Regions from separate parts of the Gossypium hirsutum genome. Here region 2 is linked to region 1. A link is a contact called in public Hi-C data. All regions are on one chromosome and are shown on one strand. The core of a region is the stretch at or near the end of the contact, and the rest is flanking DNA. Distances in the headings are between cores, read along the strand shown.

Evidence for each region. Hi-C and Micro-C count contacts between places; a contact is called where the count stands out from the background.
Region 2: a contact with region 1 is called in a Hi-C map of leaf, with 5 times the contacts expected there. The contact joins the promoter of LOC121209688 here to the enhancer-like site in region 1. A contact is called at or near these places in 5 of 34 Hi-C or Micro-C datasets (callus and leaf).

Annotation. Positions count from the first base shown.
Region 1 is chrA02:106,682,383-106,687,586 of Gossypium_hirsutum_v2.1, reverse strand. No RefSeq gene overlaps it. Among protein-coding and RNA genes, the nearest start is that of LOC121209679, 25 kb to the left of the region's middle. Within about 2 kb of position 2,351, at least 2 of the 9 cell types and tissues checked have an H3K27ac peak or open chromatin away from gene starts, as enhancers often do. A contact at or near this core is called in leaf, where this site is marked.
Region 2 is chrA02:106,795,720-106,800,923 of Gossypium_hirsutum_v2.1, reverse strand. LOC121209688 (UPF0496 protein At2g18630) reads left to right here and starts at 2,596. Exons shown (of 2, transcript XM_041080807.1): 1 at 2,596-2,735; 2 at 2,960-4,851. The coding sequence starts at 3,629. The coding sequence ends at 4,585. It overlaps LOC121209689 (a long non-coding RNA gene), which reads left to right and starts at 555. Exons shown (of 2, transcript XR_005904778.1): 1 at 555-816; 2 at 1,138-1,435.

The DNA of each region.
Region 1 (5,204 bases), core at 1,102-3,601:
ACATTCCTTGGCAATGAAACTTAAGTGCCTAAAGACAGCTTTCAACCTTGGCAATGAAACTTTATTTTTAACAATATAACATCATCTGATTCAAAATTGTACGTTATCATAGCATTAACAAAACTATTCTTTAATTTCCATTTATTTTGGCATTAAAAAGAACATTCTAGTAATCCAACATACCCAATGGATTCTTTTCACTCCGGTCTCTCTTTTCACCCTCTTTTTATGTTGTCGCTTGTTACAAAGCTATTCCAGAACCAACAGCCTGGTATTTGGTTGGATGATTTGATGATTGGATCGACGATTACAATTCCTATTCGATGTGATTGTCTCACCAGGAACCAAAACCGATGTAGGAGTTAACTATCTGTTGAGCTATCCGATTGTGTCGGGTATTAGTGAAATTTTTGGTGTTGACATCGGGATCCACTATCGAAAATCACCGTGCCACCTCCACCGCCACCACCATGGCCGCCCTCGCTTACAACAATATTCCCAAGTGGAAGCTCCAACAGAGCATAGATTTATATAGTTGTTGGAGTTTTTGTGAGCTATTGTGCTATAATGAACACAAAAATATTTCTTTCTTTATATCAGTTAAAATAGCTATGGTGATCCAAATAGGGTCAAAAATTAAGGGTTCAATGGATTTTGGGCCGGGCTTGAATTAATATGGGCTCTATTTAAATTATGGGTCTGGCCATAATTTGGCCCAAATAGTTGATTTGTAAAACCCTAACCGTTGGGTTCAATGCTCTTTGAGTTTGGAGTTGGGGATTATAATGAAGTTGCCAATATAGTTTAGCAAGTAATGTTTACAATGAAAGTAATGTTTAAGGGTTTACATTGTATAAATTGATGTTGATTGAATCTTAGTTCAATTGGCGTCAGCAGTGTTGTCAATGTAAGAAGATATGAGTTTGAGCATGTTAAAGTGCATTTATTTTTCTATTTAAAGATGGGGAGGTGTTATGGGTAACTTTAGGTATTATATTAAAAAAATATTAAAACTTGTTATTAAAATAAATTTTTAAATTTTTTTATGTTTGTTTTTAAGGGTTTAAAGCTATGGGATCTAAAAAAGAATTGTAGATTCAAGTTTTGATCTTTAAATGTGATGAATAACATTTTTAAATTGCATGAACCAATCAAATTAAATTTTGATTATGTTAAACTTTTTAATTATATATATAGAAGGGATCATAGAATATTATGTTTGTTTAGAACAACAACAATATTTCAAGTTTTTGGTCCCATAGTATTCTCTATTTTGAGAGAGATAAATTGTTGGTATTGTTAAAACTTAATTAAGCCCTCATAGTAAAATGTTTATAGGTCGGGTTGGATTGAGTTCGAACTAAACTCATTTATATGTCTATATTCATTTTCTTTGTCTAAACTTGGCTCGAATATGAGTTTAATTTTTTTACCCAAGTCAAATCCAAATATAAATATAAAAATCTAAGCTTGATTGACTAGTCCATATTTAACTTTGACAATTTTTTTTATGAAAATAACAAATTTAAAAAATAATGAATTAGCATACAATTTTGTCTTCGGGTTTGTGTGGATGGCTTGGCCCATAAACAACTATACTTGATAGGTTTCAATTTCATTGTGCACAATTTTCATGTGGGGTCTCTAATCTTACCATACATAATTGCCATGGTGGGTTTTGTGCAATTATATTTCAAATTCACATCCTTTTATCCTTTGTATTGGTTTGATTTTTTTTATAATTGCTCAGACATTTATCTATAATTATATTATATTTATACTTATAAACTCTAAAAAAAATAAATTTTATTACCATATATCCACTTCTATTAATTAATCCATAATTCTTTACCTTTAATAAGATGCTCAATTTCTATACCAATGATTAGGAGGTCCTTGATTAGTTAAATTAAGTTTTTAAAAAAAAGTGTAAACATCATATCTACCCAAAAAAGTGTAAAGATCATATACCAAAAATGGGTTAGCTCAATTATTTAATTTAATTATCTCTACATGTCATCAAACTCAAATCCAATATCTTAATCCTATTTTTTCCTTAAAAAAATTATGTGTTTTGATTAAATTTACAAGTGTTGGCAAATGTGGGATATGAAATACAAAAAAGTTATTTTCAATATCCCAAACCAAAGCAAAAGGCCAATCTTTAGTTCTCCATTTCCTCACCAATCCAAAAATAAAAAGAAAATATATGAGAAATTGACTGTTAAAAGTGGAGCTATTATGCAAGTTGTGTGTGCATCAAATCCAACACATACAATAAGTCCATCCAAAAAGCACAAAAAGAGCTCTTCTAGTCTTTAGCCTTAGACTAAAAACTTTAGGTTCCCACCTTCAAAGGCTGCAAATCACTCCACCCCTTCTCACACCATCTTTATGTGTCAAGCATTTATTGGATCATATGACCCAATTTAATTTAGGAACTAAATCAAACATTAAAATCAAATTTAAGTATCAAATAGTATATTAACCCTTATAATTATAACTATCTCAACTTTACCGTAAAGCCATATATGGTTGGCTTAGATGGTAAATATCAACTCAAATATAATTTGGAATGTATTTAAAATGTATGGATCAAATTGTAAACATTTGTGTTTCAATTCTAAGAATAGCTTAGATTTAACATGTCAAAGAAAAAAAAATAGAAATAACATGCTAGATCAAAGTTGCCAATGCCTCGTGTATATATATATATTCAAATTGGCTCACATATTCGAAATATACTCCAATAAGATTCAAATTGACAGTTAGACTAATAGAGAGACTTGATTGATATATTACTGATATTTTGATGACTCAATTAGAATGATTTAAAGTTTAGTGATCAATTTAAAATTTGAATAATAGGTTGTGGAGGTTTCGTGAAATTAACCCTTTTTATGTATGGTATGATTTATTCAACTTCACCCTCGTTTTCTCATTTCATAATGGAGGAGGAAAAATCACTATCCCCATGCCTCTTGGCAAACAGCCTGTCACCTCGCATTTTATGACACATGTCACGTTTCGAACACCATTGATATCGGTGTGGACCACCACTCCCATGTGGCTGCGGCCACCCTTTGCCGGCCTTATGCCAATTTAGGACCACCACCCTTAGAGGTATACATTCTTCATATATATTATCAAGAGAGCTCCCATTTTGGGTCGTTTTCTTATATGGGGCCAATGCTCCCTGAAGGTATTCAAAATCCAAAGGACTCATCACTAATATTTTTCTTATTCAAACATTTTCATTTAAATAATTTTCATTATTTATTTCAATTATACATATTCTTGATTAATGATCCCATGCTAAAAAAAAGAAAAGTAAAAAAAAATGATACCTTGATTGCCTTTCTATATGATATCTCAAGTTATGTACAAACATATACTCTAGCTTGTAGTACCAAAATTTGGGACCATAATTAAGTCTCATATTAATTGCTTTTGTTCTTATCTAATCTTAGTCCTTTTCAAAGAATGCAGTTTCATACTCTTATTTTTCTATTATATATATATATTCACATATGAGAGCATTGAAGAAGGCAAGGGGGTTACCCCAAAATGATAAATTAGGTTAAACTGTTGCTAAGAATTGTAAATTGTAAATTAATGTAATGATAAAATTATATTTTAACTCTTCAAAATTTTATAACTCAGGATGAAAATATTGATATAATATTAAACTATTAGAAAAGAAATATAAATACTCGAGTTTTATATATATATATATATGATTAAGACATAGCATAAAAACAGGCTCTTGTATCTATAATTTGTATCATTTTTAAGCTAAAACTTAGCCCACATACATGTGTGAGTAATACCCAGTTTTTTTTTCTTTCCAATCAAAGTAATAGATAATAAAATTTTTATAATACAAAAAGATGATATAAAATATATTCTAACATTATATGATTATGGTGTGGCCAAAGTATACCAAAAAAATTCACAACATAAACAATCAATATAGTGTGACAAGATTGGCGACTTCGAAATACATAACATAGGGTTAAAATAGTAATTTTTGTTTGTCTCATGTTATATTTTAATTACTTTTGTGTGAAATATTACGTCTTAGTCACTTACATTATTGTGTTGTAACATTTTAGTCATTGAGCCGTTAATTGTCGTTAATGGTGTAATGGTAAGCTGATGTGATATGTTAAATCATCATTTCAAATTAAAATTTTAGATTAAATTCTATAATTGATCCCTATAATTTTACATTTTGAGAAATTTAATTTTTCTTTTATGTCCTTTTAAATTTATTTTATTTTTCATTTTCTTCTGCTTCTCCCTCAGTTTTCCTCCCTTGTTCATTTCTTTTAGCATAGTTTTTCTATGTTTTTCATTTGTTAAAACTAGTCCACAAGCTCACCTCACTCGAAAAAATTAAATTGTTCAAAAAATAAAAGTATAGGGACTAATTTTAACAAATGAAAAATATAGAAAAATTATGTTAAAAGAAATGAAGAAGGGGGAAAACAAAGGGAGAAGCAGAAGAGAATGAAAAATAAAGAAAAAAAAGAAAAGTTAAAAAATAAAAGAAAAAATTAAATTGCTCAAAATGAAAAAATATGGGGATTAATTGTATAAATTAATCTATTTTTTTTAAATGATGATTTAACGTGCCACATCAGCTTACCGTTACACCGTTAATGACAATTAATAGCTCAATGACTAAATGTTACAACGCGATAACGTAAGTGACAAAAATATAATATTTCAAACATAAGTGATTAAAATGTAACCTAAAGTAAACAAAATATAATTTACCATTTTCGATATATTATTTTTCTATTCATTTTCTCATAGTACTCTCATTAAAATAATTTTTTTTAAAAAAAGATAAAAATAAGAGTTTAGGTTTCATTTCATAAGCTTCATCTACCAACTAAATTTGAGATTGAATCACTAAAAAAAATGTATCTAATGTTTGGTTTGTGGGTCTGAAAGTCATGACAAAAGGTAAGAGGGGACTTAATTATAAAAGACAAAAAATAAACATCATATTATTATGTTAAAATGTATCTAATGTCCCAAGATACATGATTTGGACAACCGGTTGGTTGAGACATAAACATCATTAGGTAAGATTTGAAGGTTCATTTGTTGTACAAACAAGCAATTAGGATATCATTACATTATATAATAACTTAAACAAAGTTCTCCCATTACTTGTCTCATTTTATTATTCT
Region 2 (5,204 bases), core at 1,347-3,846, 110 kb before region 1:
ATAAATGAATAGACACATGCGTAAACAATTAAAATAATATACAATAATCTATAAGGGTGGAAATTAAACGAAAAAAGATTAAATCAAAGTAAAAATGAAATTTAAAGGCTAGAGTATAATAAAAATAACAAATAAGGACTGAATCGAAATCAAATGAGGCTAAAGGGGATAAATCGTAAAAAATAAAAATAGAAGAGGACCTAAATTGAACGCGCGAACAAAGAACAAGGATCAAATGGGAAATTATTCCCTAAATTCCCTTTTTTAAAACGCACCGTTTCAGGTGGTCAGATAGTCGAAGGACTAAAAAGAAACCAAACCAAAGTCGTAAGGCGAAATTAAAAAAGAAACAGGCTTAAATCAAAAACAGACGAAAAATGGAAGGACCAAATATGTAAATATTCCTTTTAGGGAAGGAAACACGCGGATCCTTTTGCGAAGCGGGTTGGGTTGCGGGTCATGACCATGGAACGACGTCGTTTTGAGGGCCATTGAAACAGCCTAAAACAACGCCGTTTTAATCATGCTATAAAATCCCAATTTTTTTTAAAAACACATTTCTTCATGCTTTCCAAAAAAAAAGAAAAGGGGGGGGGGAGAAATTCTCTCTGGGCGTCCCACCTCCGGCAATTGGACCACCGGCCGTCCGTCGCCGGCGACCGCCGTGCACGGCGGCCAGAGGTGTAAAAATGGCCCATTTTAATACTTCGGCTCTCCCCACCTCAGATCTGAGTCTCAAACGCCAAAAAAAACCCACGGCTGGTGAAAAAGAATGAGAAAACCAATCGGTTTCCTTCTCTCCGATCGCTCAAAAAGGTAAGAAATCGTACCCTCTATATATCTATATGTATACGTATTATATTTGATGCATGTAGGCTAAAAAACATGGAAATATACCTTCGAAAATGAATCTCTTTTTGCTATTTCAATTTTTGTATTTCAAATCTTTTTTTGTATTTTTTCTTCTCTACTTTTTATTCCCCAAAATCTCCCCTTTTACAATGATTTTGTCATGGCTTTATAGTCGAAATACATTGTTTCCCATCACTGTTTGCTACTGTTATCAGTTGTACAATTTGTTTACGTGTTGCGTTGCTTCTGTCTGTGTTTCTGCTTTGCTTCTGTTCGCTTTCGCAGGTTGCTAGGAGGTCAACGTGGTTGGTGCAAGGCCGAGCAGAGGAGGTCAGGCCTCAGGGCTAGACGCGGAGGTGCGCTTGAGGCACGTGGGGGAAAACGGCGCCTAGGGTTTCTGCTTCCCTCTTTTGGCTGAAAGTGTTTTAGTTTTTGGGCTATGGTTTAGCTTGTTGGGCTAGATTGGGTTTGTGAATTGGATAGTGCATTGGGTCCATGCTTGTAACTTGGGTATCGGGCCTGTAGCTGTTTTGTAATTTGGACCTTGTAATAATGGACCTTTGTTATTATTTTTTGGATTTTAGTTTTTGGTGATTTTGCTCGGGCCGGGCAAAATAGGCCTGTTACAGTGTCGATTTCGCGAGTCACATTCCAAACATGCGGAAAATGCAATTTTTAGGCTTTCAGGGCATTTTAAGACCTATAAATACCATATAGAAGAAGAGAATAGGGAGCCATCAGAGAGTATTGAAGAAAACAACGCGAAGAACTTCATTAAGCCGACTCTGAAGCAGATTCCCATCAAGATTGAAGACCTCCTTTTAATTTCTTTAAATTTTTTATAAGTTTCTTTATTTCTTGTGGTTATACTGTTTTTGAGATTTTTTTATCTGCAATTATGAACTAATTCTTTAGATACCTACAGGAGATAAACCCTATGATAAATTCTATTATTTGATTTCTATTTTACGCGATAAGTACTTGAACCTTATTCTCAGTTATGTGTGCTTATCTCTTATTTTAATATTTTCAGAATATTAATTAATGTTTAATGTGCTTAAATCAGAAGATCAGAAGAGGAAAAATCCCTGTTTAATAGTAGATCTGGCATAATTGAGTGAAGTTACATGCAATCCTAGAAACAGGATGACATAAATCTACTAGATTAGAGTCAAATCTAATAGGGGAATCTATAGATCGAGTTAATGCGATGATATGAGTTTTAATAAGAAATAAATTTCAATTAATCAACCTAGAGTTAGTTGCTCTTAGTCTCGAAAGGAATATCAACATAATTTAGGGATTTCTACGGATTAAGATATCAAGTAAATAAATCGTTTAAGTCAGATTCATAATGATAGATGAAGTCTAGGTGAATTCTTTCATGGGTATTGTTCGCTTCTTGGTTATTATTCAATTGTGTTCCTGATTTATTCTTTGCTGAGTTTTTTAATTGATTAATTTAGTAAATTTTAGTTTAAACCAATCACTCCAATTTGTCAATTAAATAATAGAAAAACGGTAATTACTAGTACTTTTAATCCGCGTGAATACGATATCTTTACTAACCATAACTATATTATTTATGGATAAGTGAACTTACCTTTATCATATTTTTAATTAATTTCATGACCATCAACAATGTACCAAAAAAATCAACTCTAAATTGTCCGCTACACTTTCCTTCAGTTTTCTTGCTCTTATCTCTTGCATGGACTTGATTCATTATAAAAGCAGCTCCCTTGTTGGCCATCATCAGCCGAAAGTGCAGGTTCTTTGAAGCCTATACATTTATAGAATCTCTCTAAGATTATATAAATACACCAAACGAAAAAAAAAAATCAACTGAAAGTTCCCTTTTTAGTCATCAGCTGAAAGTTCAGGTACTTTAAGGCTCATATATTTGCCCAATCTCTCAAAGATTTGATGTTTTTAGTTTCTATACTTGAAAACTATTTCTGGGTTTTTAACATCTTGCTTATTTTGTTCATTTGTTGAACTTCAAGAACGCATTGTATGGATTATTTAAGCATGTAAAACCAATATGCTTCTTGGTTTTTTGTTTTTTTAAGATTACTTCTTTATTAGTATTTGGATCTTTTATCAGTATCGATGGCACCATCTAGTTGTTCTGAACTGTCATTGGAAGTAGAACCGGGACCCGCTTCCCTGTCCGGATTCAAATTGAACTTGAATAGGGCCGATTATGGACATGGTTCAACTCTGCAAAATTGGGATGATACTATCCCGGACGGTAATGCAAAATTTTCTCTCTCTTATCACTTGCATTAACTCACTTCATTATAGAAAAGGTTCCCTTTTTGGTCATCAGCTGAAATTTCAGGTACTCTAAATCTCATACATTTATATAATCTCTCAAAGTTTTGATCCTAACTTGAAAACAATTTCTGGGTTTTTGAAGATGTTGCTTACTTCGTTCATTTGTTGAACCAATAACGTATTGTGTGCAGTTAGAGGTGGCTGGCATGGCATGGGCCTAAAATATAAAATTGCTATTTAAGCTTTTAAATTTTTTAAAAATTTTAAATTAATAAAAATAAAATTATACTTTAGTCCTCTTAAAATTATAAAAATTTGATTTAATCTTTTAAAAATTATAAAGATATATATTATAAAAAATTAATATTCCATTCGGCTCTTAAAAGATTGTTCTGTCTTCACCCTATTATTGAAGCATATAAAATCATTATGCTTCTTGTTTTTTCTTTTTTAAGATTGACTTCTTTGTGAGTAATTGGATCTATTATCAGTACCGATGGCATCATCTAGTAGTTCTGAACTGTCAGTGCGAATTGAAGTGCCACCGGATTCCCGATCCGAAGCTGAATCGAGCTGGAACAGGGTTGCTAGTGATACTGGTACTCTCCAGTATCGTACTGACCGTGTTATCAACTCTCTCCCGGCCGATTCGGACTTTAATTCTTTAGCTAAGGATTACTTTGACAACTCAAAAAATACTTTAGAGCTCTGTACTGCCACAAGGGATTGCCTCACACGTGCTCAAAACAATCACGAAATTATTCGGTTGGCGGTTAAGTGTTTCGATGAAGAAGTTGGGACCGACGAGAAGAAATCCGGTAAGACCTTGGAGGAACTGAAAAGGTTCAAAGCAGCCGAAGAGCCTTTCTTTGAGAAGTTACATGTACTAGCAGGCAGGGTCCATCTGCAACAAGAATCGTTGCAACGGAAGTGTAATGCTCGGAAGGGAACGCTTGAAAAGAAATTGGCATCACTGGAAACATGGAGGAGGGTGTCGTTGGCCCTTTTTGTTGTCGCTTTTTTTTCCGTGTTGATTTTTTCCGTGGTGGCGGCAACCAAGTCCGTAAAGCATGTCATAACAGCTTTGGGTAGTGCGTTGACGGTTGCTATAGTTCCGGTCGGGACATGGTGCAACGAGCGTTGGAAGCGAGACAAGGAAAAGGTGAAAAAGAAGCTGAAATTAACAACTATAACGGAGTTCTATGCTGCTCATACACTCATCATAAGGGTGCTTGTTGACCGATTGGAAGTTAAATTCAAGTCACTGTTGCACTCCGTTGATTCTGTGCTCACAGAAGGATATGCTTTGAAGGTCGCGATGGATAAAATCAAAAAAGATTTGAAAGATGTTACGGACACCATCCCGGATGTGCTTCGACGGGCGGATGACCTTGACCGTGAAACAATGATGGATTGGCAAGAGATTTTGAAGCGGATGATGGACACGCTGTAGCACATCTGTGGAATTATTTTAAATATTATTTGACATAAAAAATTTAGCGGATTTTTTTCAACCTTAGAAAAATAACCCATAATTCATTTATGTATTATTTTTTACAAGCTTTCAGAAAATTTGGTGGTTATGTCTTGAGGGATTTTATTTCGGGTTTCAGGGTTTAGTTTTATCACATCTTTTGTACCCTTCTTTTTTACCATTTTAGTAAAATTATCTTTCCCCGTGGTTTTTTATCCTCTTCGGAGGGATTTTTCCACGTAAAATATTTGTGTTCGATCTTTTCAATTTTTTTATTATTTTACTTGTTTGTTGTTTAATCAAGTTTCTCCCCCAACATCAATTGGAGAGCAAAGACAATCCACTGGGAACTCTAACATTGACATACCTCACCATATTTATGTCGTATAGGTTTTACATTTCTGTTTATGTGCATTTAAGTTTATGATTACATATATGATAAAATGCTTCTATGATTCTATGTGATTATATAGATTTGATCTTGTATGATATAATATTGATATTATTGTATTTAATGCTATACGGTAACATTTATGATATATATATATATAAAAGTGTATGATGCAAAGTTGCTATGTTTTTGGGTCGATTGAATCAT